2 separate regions of the Mus musculus genome follow, and region 2 is linked to region 1. The links are chromatin contacts, called in public Hi-C maps. All regions are on one chromosome and are shown on one strand. Each heading gives the region's core, a stretch centred on a gene start, on an enhancer-like site or on the middle of the called end of the contact. The rest is flanking DNA. Distances are from core to core; before and after follow the strand shown.

What was found. A called contact is a pair of places that touch in the nucleus more often than the background predicts.
Region 2: a contact with region 1 is called in a Hi-C map of the N1E-115 cell line, with 3 times the contacts expected there. The contact joins two enhancer-like sites. A contact is called at or near these places in 2 of 484 Hi-C or Micro-C datasets (the N1E-115 cell line and embryonic stem cells) and 2 of 115 datasets of contacts at active chromatin or transcription factors (embryonic stem cells and large pre-B cells).

The regions. Positions count from the first base shown.
Region 1 is chr9:103,620,661-103,627,074 of GRCm38.p6, reverse strand. All of the region lies in intron 2 of Tmem108 (transmembrane protein 108), which reads left to right. Among named protein-coding and RNA genes, the nearest start is that of Gm32682, 51 kb to the right of the region's middle. Within about 2 kb of position 1,259, at least 8 of the 459 cell types and tissues checked have an H3K27ac peak or open chromatin away from gene starts, as enhancers often do. A contact at or near this core is called in the N1E-115 cell line, where this site is marked.
Region 2 is chr9:103,939,528-103,946,913 of GRCm38.p6, reverse strand. It overlaps Gm29154 (predicted gene 29154), which reads left to right. Exons shown (of 7, transcript NR_168125.1): 3 at 1-73; 4 at 7,369-7,386. It overlaps Gm32797 (a long non-coding RNA gene), which reads right to left and starts at 1,956. Exons shown (of 3, transcript XR_379794.3): 1 at 1,848-1,956. Within about 2 kb of position 5,178, at least 11 of the 459 cell types and tissues checked have an H3K27ac peak or open chromatin away from gene starts, as enhancers often do. A contact at or near this core is called in the N1E-115 cell line, where this site is marked.

The sequences.
Region 1 (6,414 bases), core at 10-2,509:
TGACACTGATCCTAGGTAGATGGCAAACCCTGCAGCTGCTTAGTCCCATTGGCTTAGAGCCTGGGGTAGAAGCGCAGCACGTGATGCAGGACCTCATGGGAATCATACATGAAAACAGATGAACAGCAGGTGCTCCCAGAGGCTGCGTTTGTGCTCCCAGATGCTAAGAGGCTAGGATGCCCCTGGCTCCCATGATGCCTGAGGAAATATCCCCACTGGTAATAGAGGAACTGTGTGCCTGTTCCTGTTAGTAAGCAAGCTGCTTGACCATCAGGCCTTACCCATGGTGCAGAGACAGGAAAGGAGCTGCACTTAGGCCCTGTAGATGTCCAAGCAGTGCATAATATTTAGCCTTCATGACAAGCAGCATCCTCTTGTTTGAGGAGAAACAAACATGTACTTCTTTCTTTCTTTCTTTCGGCTCCCATTTCATCCTCTCATTTTGCAGTATAGCCTTCTTGTCTTTAAGACTTCTTGCCTTTCATAGCAAGCAAGGAACCTCAGGGCGTTACCTACCCCATAGGATCCGTTTTTGGTATGATGCCCCCTCCAAAAGAAATACAGAAACAGATTGGAAAATGCTTGAATAAATGAAAATGATTAGATGACCGTCACAGCCTGAGTGTATGCTCAGGCAAGGGAGGCGCATGTGCAGCCCAGGGAAGTTCTGAGCTCTTCTTTGCTCTTGGCTAATAAAATGGTTATTGTCCCTGGCCAAATGCCCATCAGTCACCTGACTCTTCCTCCCACCAGCCATGCTGTCTATGGATTCAATGCCACCTGGTCCCCAAATAAAAGATAAAATCTCTTCTTTAATTTCAAACTCATTTCTGGAGCCGTGCAACTAGATTCATTGTGGTAAGGAATCAGAGTGTGTTTAAAGTGAAACTACTTAAAATTTGGAGCTTGTATCCTTGGTTAAACTAGCTTCTGGTTTAAGTGGTCAGTAGCTGCCTGTGACTTGTAGCTACTGTCTTGGTCAATACAACTTCTGTAATATTTCTATGACCTCAGAAATTTTTACTGGACAGCCCCCTGCATCAGTCTTACAGCAAGTCACCCATGCATGTATTCAAACAGGCACCAAACACCCACTATGTTCCAGTATTCTGAGCATTAGATATCCCCCAGTTGGAGGGAGAGACAAAAACTGCCTACCATGTACATTTTGATTTAAAAGCCTGTGTCTAGATGTCAGTGTGTATCCGTGGATTAAGGACAGACAGCTGTGGCAAATAGATGACTTGTTTTCTAACTTCCTGGCACATGCCCAGTCTGACTTGGGTGTAATTAGTTGTGGCCATTGTTTGTTTTGTCCAGCTTATCGATCCCATGTTAGACACTGACTTGCACAGCAGAGATGGGTAATATGTTTGACTTATCTCTCCATGTTGACTGTCCCTGTTAATCTTTCAGGTTCTGAAAGGAAGGTTTCTTTGTAAGTAGTTGTTCTCAGATTTACCTATTTGGATCAGTTCCAGCAGCCTGTGTTTCGAATGTAAATTCGATGCTGGGAGATGGTTCAGTGGATAAAGATGCATTTGTAGTCCAGCCTGACGACCACATGTTGGTTGACCTGCCACAAACCCTGTGTTGTTAAGTTCTACCTTATACTTGGGAATTTCTCAAAGAGCAGTAACATCACTAGCCCGGGAAGTTGAACCGTGGAGACAGGTGACATTTCTAAATCATCCACTGGAAAACAGATTCCCTTTGCTAGATGCTTCCAGCAAGATCCTTGAATGCCTGCACTAGCCCACTAGAGAACTGCTGGATTACAGTAGGCTGCAGCTGGAGTGAGCATTGGAAGCTGGTCTATCTGTTCCAAAGTGGAGATGTAAATGACTTGTCCAAGGTCACAATTATATATTAAAACTCTTACCGTACCATAATCCTAAGGCAGAGACAATTGTGAATAAAGCAGGGGGTTCTCTACTTCAGTTTATTATACATCTTGAAGGGCTTGAAGCTGATTGCTGGGAGCCCACTCTGAATTTTCTGATTCTGGCTCTAAGTAGAACCTGATAATATGCATTTCTAGTAAGTTTCCTTATGTCAGTGGTATAAGGACTGTATCTTAAAAGCCACGGGTATAAGCCATATCATTACATTATTGAAATGGTAGTAGCTTAAGGAGAGAGAACTGGTCTACCTATTAGCAGTCTGGGGAAGGAACCAGCAGAGAGGTATCCATATCCATGCAGGTCTGAACTAGGATTTGGCACCACCTAGTGGCTGACATCTAATGCTGTTTCTTCATGGATGGAGACAATGCTGAGTCCTGTGGTTGAGTTAGGCTCTTAGAATCTATTGGATAGTGAATGGCTCACCAGCTATCTCCTGGTTTGCAAGCATTTCTTTTGATGCATTGGTTTGGGGAGATTGAATTTTGAGGCTCAGCAGCCATCTTTAAACTACTGGCTACTTCTGTATGTGCCTTTACCTCTTGAGCCTGTATCCCACCCTTCCCCAGCAGATAAGGGCAGTTCTGTCTCAGAAGCTGGAGAGGAAGATGTACTATGTCCTAAATTGTACTGTAGTGGGAATTTTTTTTTCTGCCAGTGATAGAACGTGCAAAACTTACACATCACACACCTGCCTCAGCAGCAGCATCTTCGTCCTTGTCACCGTCGTTGTCCTACCTCTGGGTTTTTACATCCTTCCATATACACCTGTCAGAAATCCGTTTGAATGCCCAAAGCCTTAGCTTATGCTCCCCCACCTCTAAGACTCATCCTAACCCTCCCGTCTCCACCTCTGGAGTGCTCTGGCTACAGCTTGAGTGTCTAGCTATCGAGTGACTTTTGATAAGATACTCTCTCCCCCTGATAAACTGTCAGTCCTCTGGGAGTCAAGGCGCCATTTCACTTGGTCCAGTGCAGCACTGTTATATCACAAGGCGCCAGTTTTATGAGACCGACCTCTGCCACCTTCCATACACACCGTCACCTTCCACCAGCCTCTCTCCTTGCAGGTGGCTATAGTCCATGACGAGGAAAGGGTCTTCCCTGCACTCCGAGGGGTAGCCCTTGCTGTAACCCCAGCTAAACTCAACTAAGATCCCTCGTGGTGCAGGTCATGGAAAGAACGACTACCCCACCTTTACAGCAACTGATGCCAGTAGCTTCTGTTCCTTGTCCGGCTCTAGTCTTTGCAGATCCCCACACACCCTTCCTTCCCTGAGCCTCCCTTTGAGTCGTCCTCATTCCAAGCACCTGGTGAAGCATGGCGAGGGAACACTGAGAGAGGGGTTAATCGGAGTCAGAGGAGGACGAGAAAGTGCCTCAACACTGCGCATGTGCTGCTTCAGACTGGGACTGTGGGAGAGATGGCGGATCTAAATATTTAAGAAACACTGAGTCACTCCCTCTGTGTGGTGAATGTGACTTGCAAATGTGCTTTTCATTTATTGTCCCGCCTCCTCTCATAAAACTGCCACTTGCAGGAGAGAGGAAGAGTGGCTCTGGCCTAGCCGTGCCTGAGTAGTGTGTGAAGCCGAGGCAGGAATCCCACTCTTTTTCCCAGGGGCACAGTCGTCCCTGGGGAGGTCCCTTTGGTATTTGGGGGAGCCTCTTTTCCTCTGTCCTAGGTTCAGTTCTCACTGTTAAGCCCGAATCTTAATCCTGAGAGTCATTTCCAGTTGTCCTACCCCAGAACCCGGGTGTTAGAGTTCCTGGAGGACGAGGAGTCTATTTTTAAAATAGATTCTGGGACTGGGGAGGTAACTCACTAAAGTGCTGGCTGTTCAAGTAACGAGGACCTGCGTTAGATCCCTGGAACCCACATGAAATAGCTGGGTATGATGGAATGTGCTTGTAATCTTAGCACTAGGGTGGTAGAGGGACCCAGGGACCTGCTGGCCAGCCAGCCTGCTCTACTCTTGGCACGCTCCAGTCCAGTGAGGTAACCTGTCTCCAGAAACAAGGATGGCTGATCCGGAGGAACCACAACCCAAGGTTGAATCTCTCCAACATACACAAACATGCACATACACACACACATGCAGAGCGACAGAGACAGACACACAGAGAGACAGACACAGAGAGACTGGCTGACTGACTGACATCAGTCTTGATGGACAGCTAGCTTGGGAAACCATTAGTCTAAATAACCCCTGAATGATTTGTTTCTAACCCAGGCATCAGAGCACAGTAGACTCATCAAGGTCATCCCACGCTATTTAAGATCTTCAGAGTTGAGATCAAAGTGACTGCTTTATGATGCTTTTTGGAACAAGATATAAAAATGAGACTTGTTAGAAATACTGAGATGTTTTGACTCTGAACTTAGTGGTAAGTTAGATCTAACTGTGTGGGTCTAACCCATGCTAACCACACTCTGAAGGTGAAGGAAGTTTAGTCTACATTGGCCCACACCACTGTTGCCCACAACGTTAGTTTGTTTTTCATTACAATTTTGATTTCAGCTGTGCATCTCAGGAACTACATTTCCTGAGGAATGGCTTGATCTAAATTATGTATTCTGAAATATTGAACCAGAATCACAAAATAAAACTATACTGAATGGAGAGTTTAAAAATGAATCTCTTAGTATTCAGGTGGTATTGGAAAAGCTAAGAGAAGAGAACAGAAGGGTTTGAAGTTATAAAGTTTACCAAGGACTGTGATGTTGTGGACAGTTTTATATACTAAAATCCACTGCCTCTAATGCATGACCAATGGGTTTCAGTGTTCTTTCCATTTGTAAATAAATGATCTGTGGAATATTTAGCCTATCTCTTACAGCCATGCCGCCTTTTGGATGTGACAACATCATCACTATAACTTTCTGGGACAAATGCCTATTGTCCAGAGGAAACACACATCTGTAGGTCCCAAAATTCAATATCTGGAGATATTTTTCAGGCACCGTAAAAAGAAAAAGAAAAATGACTAAGTTTACTATGGCTAAGAAGTAATCTTTCACAAGCACCGCAGTCTAAATGACAGTGCATACTCTGTTGGTAGTTGGCAGCTTTGCAATATTACTTAATTCACTGACCTCAATATCCTGTCTTTAATACCAAAACCATAAAGAGGAGGTGTGATCCACATTCTTGGCCTCACACAAGCTCCATCCTCAAAGGAGATGAATGCTCATAACAGGCCTTGTGTACCAGAAAAGGAGACCAGTGTGAGTCTAGAAAACTTCAGATGCTGGTACTCTGTGTGTGTGTGTGTGTGTGTGTGTGTGTGTGTGTGTGTGTGTATGCACATCATGGGTGCATGCATATGGTCATCTGTGAATGTGTGTACATGTAAGTGCATATGCATGAGTGAGAGTGTGGAGGTCAGAGGTCATCATCGGTTTATCTTCCTCATATGTGTCACCCAGCACTGGCTTGAAGACACGCAGCATGCTGTCTTCTATCATATGTGGACACTAAGTCTTGTGCGAGCTCTGACTCGCCAGCAAGAACGACGCTGCAACAGGATCCTTCTGCACACGTTTATTGGGAGAGCTTGATTGCAGAGGCGAAGAGACCCCAAGCCCAGAACTGGTGCTGCTTATATAGGCCTAGGAGAGGCATGTCTCACACCCGGATTGGTTATGCATGGGTTATGCTTACCACCTCATTTGCATGCCTACATCTGATTGGTTAACTTGTCTCTCATCTTATTGGTTAACTTGTCTCTCATCTGATTGGTTAATTTTGGTTAATTCTCAAAATCTCATCTTGGCAAAAGAAACTTTACTGCCTATGTATGTGTGGTGGCCAGTGGAAGCCAGTGCCACCCTGCAATGGCACATGTGGCTTCCCACAACTAAGGATCCATATCAGGCACTCAGTCTTGTACACAAGCATTGCAGAGCCCAGCCCCGGCCACTCAGGTACCCCCTGGTGACTCTGCCCGTGAGGTGCCCAGGGCACACACGTCCTCATCTCTAACAGAGCTTAGATTACTTGCTTCCCTTGTATAGCCTTTTCCTTAGCAGGAGATGAATGGCTTGGCCATGCAGCTCTTTGGTGTGTCTGACAGCCTCTTTAAAAGATGAAACTAAACTGTACAGAGCGTGAGGGAAGGAAGGGGCTCTGTTGAAATTCTCTTCCCTTAAAAGTGGGCAGCTGGCCCAGGGAGACTGTAGGAAATGCTCTTACGTTGTCTGACCTCAGACAGTGCTCCTCAGTTCCCTAGGACCTGGCGTATGGCCCCTGTGGTGGCTAGAGTAGGAGAACCTGTATAAGCCAGAAATCACAGGGTGGGCCTTCCTTTTGCTGGTAGACTGGGCCCTCATGAACTTAATAGGCATCATTGTTCAGAAGGTAGACTTCCATTGAAACATCTGAACTTCAACTTCCCCTTTGACTTTAGAGATTTTTGAAATGTTAGACCTAACAAGTTAGTTCCGCATTGCTGCTAAGCCTTGCTTGGTACCATTCTTCCTTCCCTGTCCACCTGTAAGTGCCTGTAA
Region 2 (7,386 bases), core at 3,929-6,428, 320 kb before region 1:
CCATCTGGGCTAAAAGAGGTCCCATACATCCTTCTCAAAGGCCTATATAAATGCCAAGCAGAGTTATAGCAGGGTAAGTATCCACCTTACATGTTTGTGTAAAGCTTCTTCATTGTGCTTCACTTTGATGAGGTTTAAGAACTAGTATTTCCTGGTTGGGAATGTTTGTGTCTTAGAAAAAGAATGACTGTATAAGTTTAAATGTGTACCAACTAATATTAACATTTGAAATGTCAGTTTCTCCATTTTGATAACTGTTGCATGACTTTTCCAGGGGAGACGTGAACAAATATCTAATGGCCTCAGGTGGTGTACCATGACAGATAAAAATGATTCTAGTCTAGTGCAGCTTAGTGGACCAATGAGTTTATTCAAAGGTCTCGGAGCAATTTCCCAACTCTAGGCTCTGCTCACATTCACCTCTGACCCACTTTTAAGGTTAAAGATATTGGCTTGTTATCTCCCTCAGGGCTTTCTTGGGCTCTAACTGCAGATTTGATCAAGATCAAAGTATCCTGTTTTCTTTCTTTTCTTCTTCTTCTTCCTTCTCCATTTCCTTCTCCTTCTTACAAAGACACCAAGTTCCATTTTGCCCCATTCTGCATAGATAATTTAATCCTATTCCCTTATTAAAAGCCCAAGAAGACTGAGATGACAAAAAGTTAGCTCCATAGGTTGATACATTTTTGTCTTGAAAGAGGCAAGAATCCTTGCTTTCTAAATCATAATTCAGGGCTTTTATTTCTACCGAGCCATTTCTGTCGTATTGATTTTTTTCCTGATGTTTTCAAATCCTAAGTCACATTCTCTCTGGTATCTTTGGCCTCTTTCCACATTGCCTGGCTGAAATAGGCTCCGATATGCTGGGCCCTGTATTATTTTCATAGCAGTGATTTGCAAGGTCAGAACCCAAACTTCTATAGATCAGCAGCTGTTTTAGCCTCATCATTTTTCCCGGTCATAAGCGAGAATCAAGAGGCCGTGTTGTGCGTGTTGGTTGCTCTAGAACGTGCCTTACTGCCTCTCTCTGGCACAATGGCTCTACGAGAACAATTATGATGTACTCAGAGTTTGATACATGCTTCTCAATGGTTCCTCCTTCCGGTTCTAGTTCAGCGAAGTATGAGTCACGTGATCATCCACCAGCTGAGAGGATCTGTGGGTTATATGAGACAATCCCCTTCCGCCCCAAACAGGAAGTAAGCAGCCCTCCTTCCTTCAGTGTCGGTTGTGTGTGTCTTGGATCACCTCTCCTACTCGTCTTCCAGCAGCTACAGGGTCAGCTGTGGAAAGCTTGAGACTCCTGGGTACCATATGCTCTTTCTTCCTTACTGGGCATCAAGTAACAGTGTGGGCTGTCACCTTCCAGGCATACTTCATGATTTGTTAAAGACGAGTGAGAAGAATTTAGAAAATCCTCTTCTGCCTCAAATACGCCCACGTTCAATCCAGTCCCCGTGTCTCTGCGTGCGCTTAAAACATTCTATACTGGCTGCCTGAAACTAAATATGGACTGTGTTTCTTTACATTTCTGTAGCAATTCTCCCTCCTCTTTCTTCTTCATGGGCCCTGTCATCTCTGCTCTCTGGTTTAATGTTCAATTCTGGCTAAGGAGGAGCCTATGAAAACAGAAAAATATTCATTTATTTGGCCCAATGAACTGACCTACTTAACATGTTCTCATTTAACTTCCACAAGAACAAATGTTACATATGGGGAAACAGAGGCTAAAACCTGTAGGAGAGATGGCTGATGAAATCATCTCTAGCTAAACAGTGGCTCAGGATTAGAACTCAGGGCTCCCCAAGGCTTAGCCTGGCTCCAATCCTTGCAATGTCTGCACCTACCTGGAAGAGAATCGGAAGTTTCTGGATGCTTCCTTATTTATTTGGAGCTCATTTGTTGCTCTAAGGAGACGCTAATGCAGACAGCAGGGGTGCAGCTTAAACACAGCACAGTGAGGGGGCAGCTGGCAATGGTAAGAATACAGAGTAAGAGAAAGGTGTCTAGGCAGAGGGTATTTTATAACTCTATATAAAATATAACTATTTTATAAACAGCAGAAGTATTTTATCATAAAGCACAACAAAGCAGAACGGCCACAGGGAGAATCGTTTTGACTGTCTCAGCTTCCTGCTCTGTTATAAGGAAGGGCACTTATGAAATGCGTTATCTTTTCTTTGAATTGGAGCATGCCACTATTGCAGTAAAGATGCAATAAAAACTCCCCAGCCACCACTCTTCTCCCAGAACTGTTTCCTAGGGTGGAGAGATGGCCCAGTGATGAAGAGCACTGGCTGCTCTTCCAGAGGACCTAGGTCCTAGTCACAGCTGCTTGTCGCTCCAGTCCCAGCGGATCTGGTACAGACACGTGGTGTCCACCTGTACCCACAGGCAAGGCATTCAGATAGGAAATTAATACATCTTTTCTTAAAAGTAGTGACAAAATGAAAAATAGGGCTTCTTACCAGATATTCTTTCATTGAGGAGGACCAAGAGTTTGACCCTAGCAAGATATTTTCTCAAGGAAAAGGAGAATCTGGTCTCTGGACCAGCCATGACTAGCAGCTGGGAAACTGGTTCAACAATACCAACGGGCCCAGCCACCTGTGGTCTCCCAGAAGCTCTGCATTTATGCTTCTGATTCATCCCCTGCATATTTCCCCGTGGATTTAGTTGTAGCACATTGAATTACCTCAGCTCCTTTCTCCAAAATCAATTTGAACTTGAGTAGGTAGTCTGTTTCTGGACTCTCTGACTTGGCCGGTTGATATAATTCTCTGCCCACCAACATCACATGTCTGGATCACTTGAGATGGCCACTGAAGTCTTGCCTGCATTCTTGTCTTTCCTTTGGATGGTACTCGTGGTTGAACCCAGGGTCTTGTGCATGTAAGACCGTGGCTCTCCTGCCATGGTCTGTGTACCCAGCCATAAAGTCTCTCCATTCTAGCAGAGCTGTGTCTTCTCCTGCAAACACTGAAAAACTTGCACTATGAACACTAACTCGCTTCCTCTACTTATTAGATTTCCTGGGCTACTACACTAAACACTCAGCCTAGTTTTCTAGTAAACAACCTGAAAATAAGCTTTTCCACAGATTTTTTTTCCCCCACAACAAAACCATTTTATCCTCTCTGATACCCATTCCAATTCCCTCAGCTATTGTCTCAGGCTTTCTATGACTGCAGTGAAACACCATGACCAAAGCCAATGTGGAAACTAAAGGGTTTAGTTTACTTTACAACTTTTCTATTATGAAGGGAAATCAGGGCAGAAACTCAAGACAGGAACCTGGAAGCAGGAACCGAAGCAAAAGTCATGGAAGAATGCTGCTTACCGGCTTGCTCCCCATGGCTTGTTCAGCCTGTTTCTTATTCAATCCAGAACTACCTGCCCAGGGAATATACCCATCGTGGGTGGGGCACTTCCATACTCCTTCCATGTTGATTGCTAATCAAAGAAATGCCCCACAGACTTACTTATAGGCAATCTGATGTAGGCATCTTCTCAATTGAGGTTTCCTCTTCCCAGATGACCCCAGCCTGTGTCAAGTTACTGTAAAAAACTAGCCAGGACAGTCACACTAAAGTCTGGCCTGTGTGTCCCTAGGGTAACAACTACTCTCATCTCACCCTTTATCTGTTGGTTCTGAGGTCAAGACAGCACCACCAAGCAAAGAACTGGGTGAGAACGAGCCAAAGCCCTCGTGTGTCCTTCCTCTTTAAGATTAGGACCTGTACTGCCTGTTCCAGTGTCTCAAAACTGTAGTCATGCTTGGTCCAGTTTAGGACCTGTGCTGAGTAGGGTAATACACTCAGTGACAGTTTTCATGGAACAGTTTGGGTCTTTCTCTCATTTACAAATACACCTATAGAATACGCGCACACACAAATGCGATCTCTCTCTCTCTCTCTCTCTCTCTCTCTCTCTCTCTCTCTCTCTCTCATACACACACACACACACACACACACACACACACACACAGATTTCAAGAATCTGTATGTGTGTAGGAAGCATACATTAGCCTTATCAATACAACCAGCCATTTCATGTAATAGCTCCCCAGTGATCAAGCACCCATGTTTTTTCCTGCCTTTCCCCTTTCATGTGTGTGTCCGTATTTAAACCCTAGTCCTTATCTACTTTTCTAAAGAGGTTGTCACTGTTTCGGGCAAGCCATTCCCATACACACAGCTGTTTCTCAGGCAGCTAGACTACATATGTCTGCCCCGCCCTCTTAATAAATATAACATAGGGTATATTTATATCTCCTACATTCAGAGTGGGTCTTCTGTCCTTAGGTATCTTTAGGGACGCACTCTCTCGGACATGCCCAGAGGTGCATCTCTGGTGGGGATTCTCAACCCAGACAATTCGCTTCAGCATTAACGAATTCCAGGGCTCGCCTTAGAGTCAGAGCTCTGGGAGGGTCAGTGAGGTGCTTTTCTAGATTAATTTAACTGAGAGGAGAAGATTACTCTCAACTGGGGTAGTGCCATTCCGTGGGCCCATGGGTCCTTTACTGCATAAAAAGTTGAATACCAGCATTTATCCCTCCCTGCCTCTTGACTGTGGGTATGATGTCACCAGCTGCTTTAAGTTCACCATGCCCTCCCACTTCCATAAAATGGGGCCTTGAGCCATGAGCCCAAACAAAACTTTCTTCCATTAAGTTGCTTCTCCTCGGGTTTTTGTCACAGCAACAAGGTGAGTAACTGTTAGATCCTCTTTGTGGCTGTGTCACGCTCTCCTTCCTTACTCTTCCTTGCTGTCTTTTATTTTAATTTTAAAGACTACATTTATTTGTGTGTGTGCACGCATGCGCAGCATGTGTGCACACACCACACACACACATCTGAGCCGCGCGTGTGCGCGCACACACACACAGGTTAGATGACAACTTTTAGGAGTTGGTTTTTGCTCCTTAGGATGGAACTCAGGTCATCAGACACGGAGGCAGTGCCTTTACCTGCTGAGCCATCTGTCTCATGGGTGCTGTTGCGGAGGAGTTCGTTATCCTTGGTAGTGCCTTCGCTCTCCTTCCTTCTTTTTCACTCACCCTGTCCACGCTGCCATCCACAGTATTTCCAGTTGCAACTGCTCTCTATTACCCATCTATCCCTACCGTCCTGACAGTGCTTCCGTAGGCTGTTCAGTAGCTGATGTATTCGTAGTGTTCCGCTCCTCTAAGAGTTCTTCCTTACGTCACAGCCCATAGGGAAGGCGTACACGCCCCACAGAAGCTGCAAGCACAGATCTTATCTGTGAACTTGTGAAGACATTGCTAAATGGCTATGGCATCCTTTTCCACCAAGGCGCCTCAGGATATTACTCATTTGCCGTGAGTAACTGCTCCAGGCTGGATGACTAGTCAATTCGACAGAACCCAATTCCTTCTCTAGCTAATTCCGTGGCCTTGCTCATAATTACAGCTTAATCCTTTGCTCATTTGCAGGGACTTTCACGCATAGATTGCTGAAGTGTTTTCCACCAAGGGCCGCTTTTCATTCAGGAGAGGCTGTGAAGGCAGAGACTAGGGGGCTGTGGTGCTCTGCCCTTACAGCGGAGAGACAGACAACGTAGCACAGAGCTGCTAGGGTAACCAATGTGCTCTTGCCTAAGGGGCCAGGTTGTCACACCCATTTTATTTTCCTCTCAGGGGTCCCTCTGGGAGACCTTGTTATTTCTGTGGTTCAGAATTGCAGATGGGTAAAAGGCTGTAGCAACTGCGCGGAATGGCCATGCTCTGGAGTCTCTCGGGTCAAGACGAGGATGTGTTCACATGTCACAGCCCATTTCGTTACTGTGGCGGACTTCTCAGCAGGCATGACTGAAATCTCTCCCCTGGGAATAGCAGGTGTCTCCAACAAATAGCCGCATCAAAGTCACAGAGATCTAAGTCTTATGTTCCAAAGTCCATTTGGGAAGCCACAGAGACGCCAAAGCGTCTCTGAACACAAGATCAGTGTCACCTGTTAATCTATCTGCTAATTTTCTTAGGTTGTACTGTCCAGTGCAGTTGCCATCCGTCCTGTGAAGCTACGTCAACATGAAACTAAATTAAATTAAAATGAAATGAAATTAAAAATTTAGTTCTTCAGTCATGTTAGCCACATTTCAAGTGTTCTATCTACACTGGCTATGTGTCTGGCCGAGTGGCTCCCATGTCATATGTGGAACACTGCAGTAGGCCTGTGTCTGAGCCAAGGTGCTCTGGGCAGTGTCTGTTGTGTGTTTGGAACCCAAACTGCAGAGACATCCAAATACACACGGTGGCTGAGTGGTACAGAGAGAGGCACATTGGGTTGGTTGCTGTTGGATTTTAAATTAATTTCCGGTCATTTTGTCAACCATTTGGCAACATTCAGTTCTGTGACCCTCACCTGGTCATTGTGGCCTACACGTTTAGAGGCTATGATTCATATCATACAACTTTTATGTTGCTCTCAGCCAAATAAATGCTTTTCTCCTTAAGGCTCTTTGTTTAATGTGTCCTCTGAGGAGAGCATCAGGGGACTGTTTATGTGTTGTAGTCAGAGGCTGGTGTGGTAAGCAAGAGTGTGCTGTTTATTTTCTGTTGTTTCTGTAGCTAGTATCTTCCACGATCCACGTGAACTCTCTTTTGCATGCGTTTGCATGGTCGGGTGATTTGCAGTTGCCTCAATATGAAAGAGGTAGAGAACTCAGTCATTCAAGAGAGGCACCATTGGGGAATGACGTAAGGCTTCTAACTGCTCTGTGACATTTTTATTCCTACTTCTTCTCTGGCCTTAAATAAGAGCTTGTGTGCACCAAAAATAGACCACCCAGTTCCGTGTGGCTAAAGCTGCCACAAGATTTTGAATGAGGTCCATTTGAAATGACTTCAGATAGATTGCGGTGGCTATCCCCGATGTAAAGTTTATTCTTCATTGCAACTGGAAGCCAAGTGTTTGCCTCCCAGAGTACTCCGAAGATGAGATTAATTTTTAAAAGCGCGAAATAGCACGAAATAAGAAAAAAACAGAAATAAAATAAAGTGTGGCATGTGAAAAACATCTTTATGATTTTTAAAAAAGATTTATTTATTTAGTATAGGTAAGTACACTGTAGCTGACTTCAGATACCCCAGAAGAAGGCATCAGATCTCATTATGGGTTGTTGTGAGCCACCATGTGGTGCTGGGATTTGAACTCAGGACCTTCAGAAGAGAAGTCAGTGCTCTTAACCACTGAGCGATCTCTCTAGCCCCCCATCTTTATTTTTTTTATCCATAGGTTTCACAGATTAGTATTCATCCTTGTGATTTTTGACTGAATTGCCTCTTGGAATATGCTCTGCCTGAGTGACTATTATTTATGCTCTCTCCTTTCCCACACCATCCAGAGGTTAGAATCCTGAGAA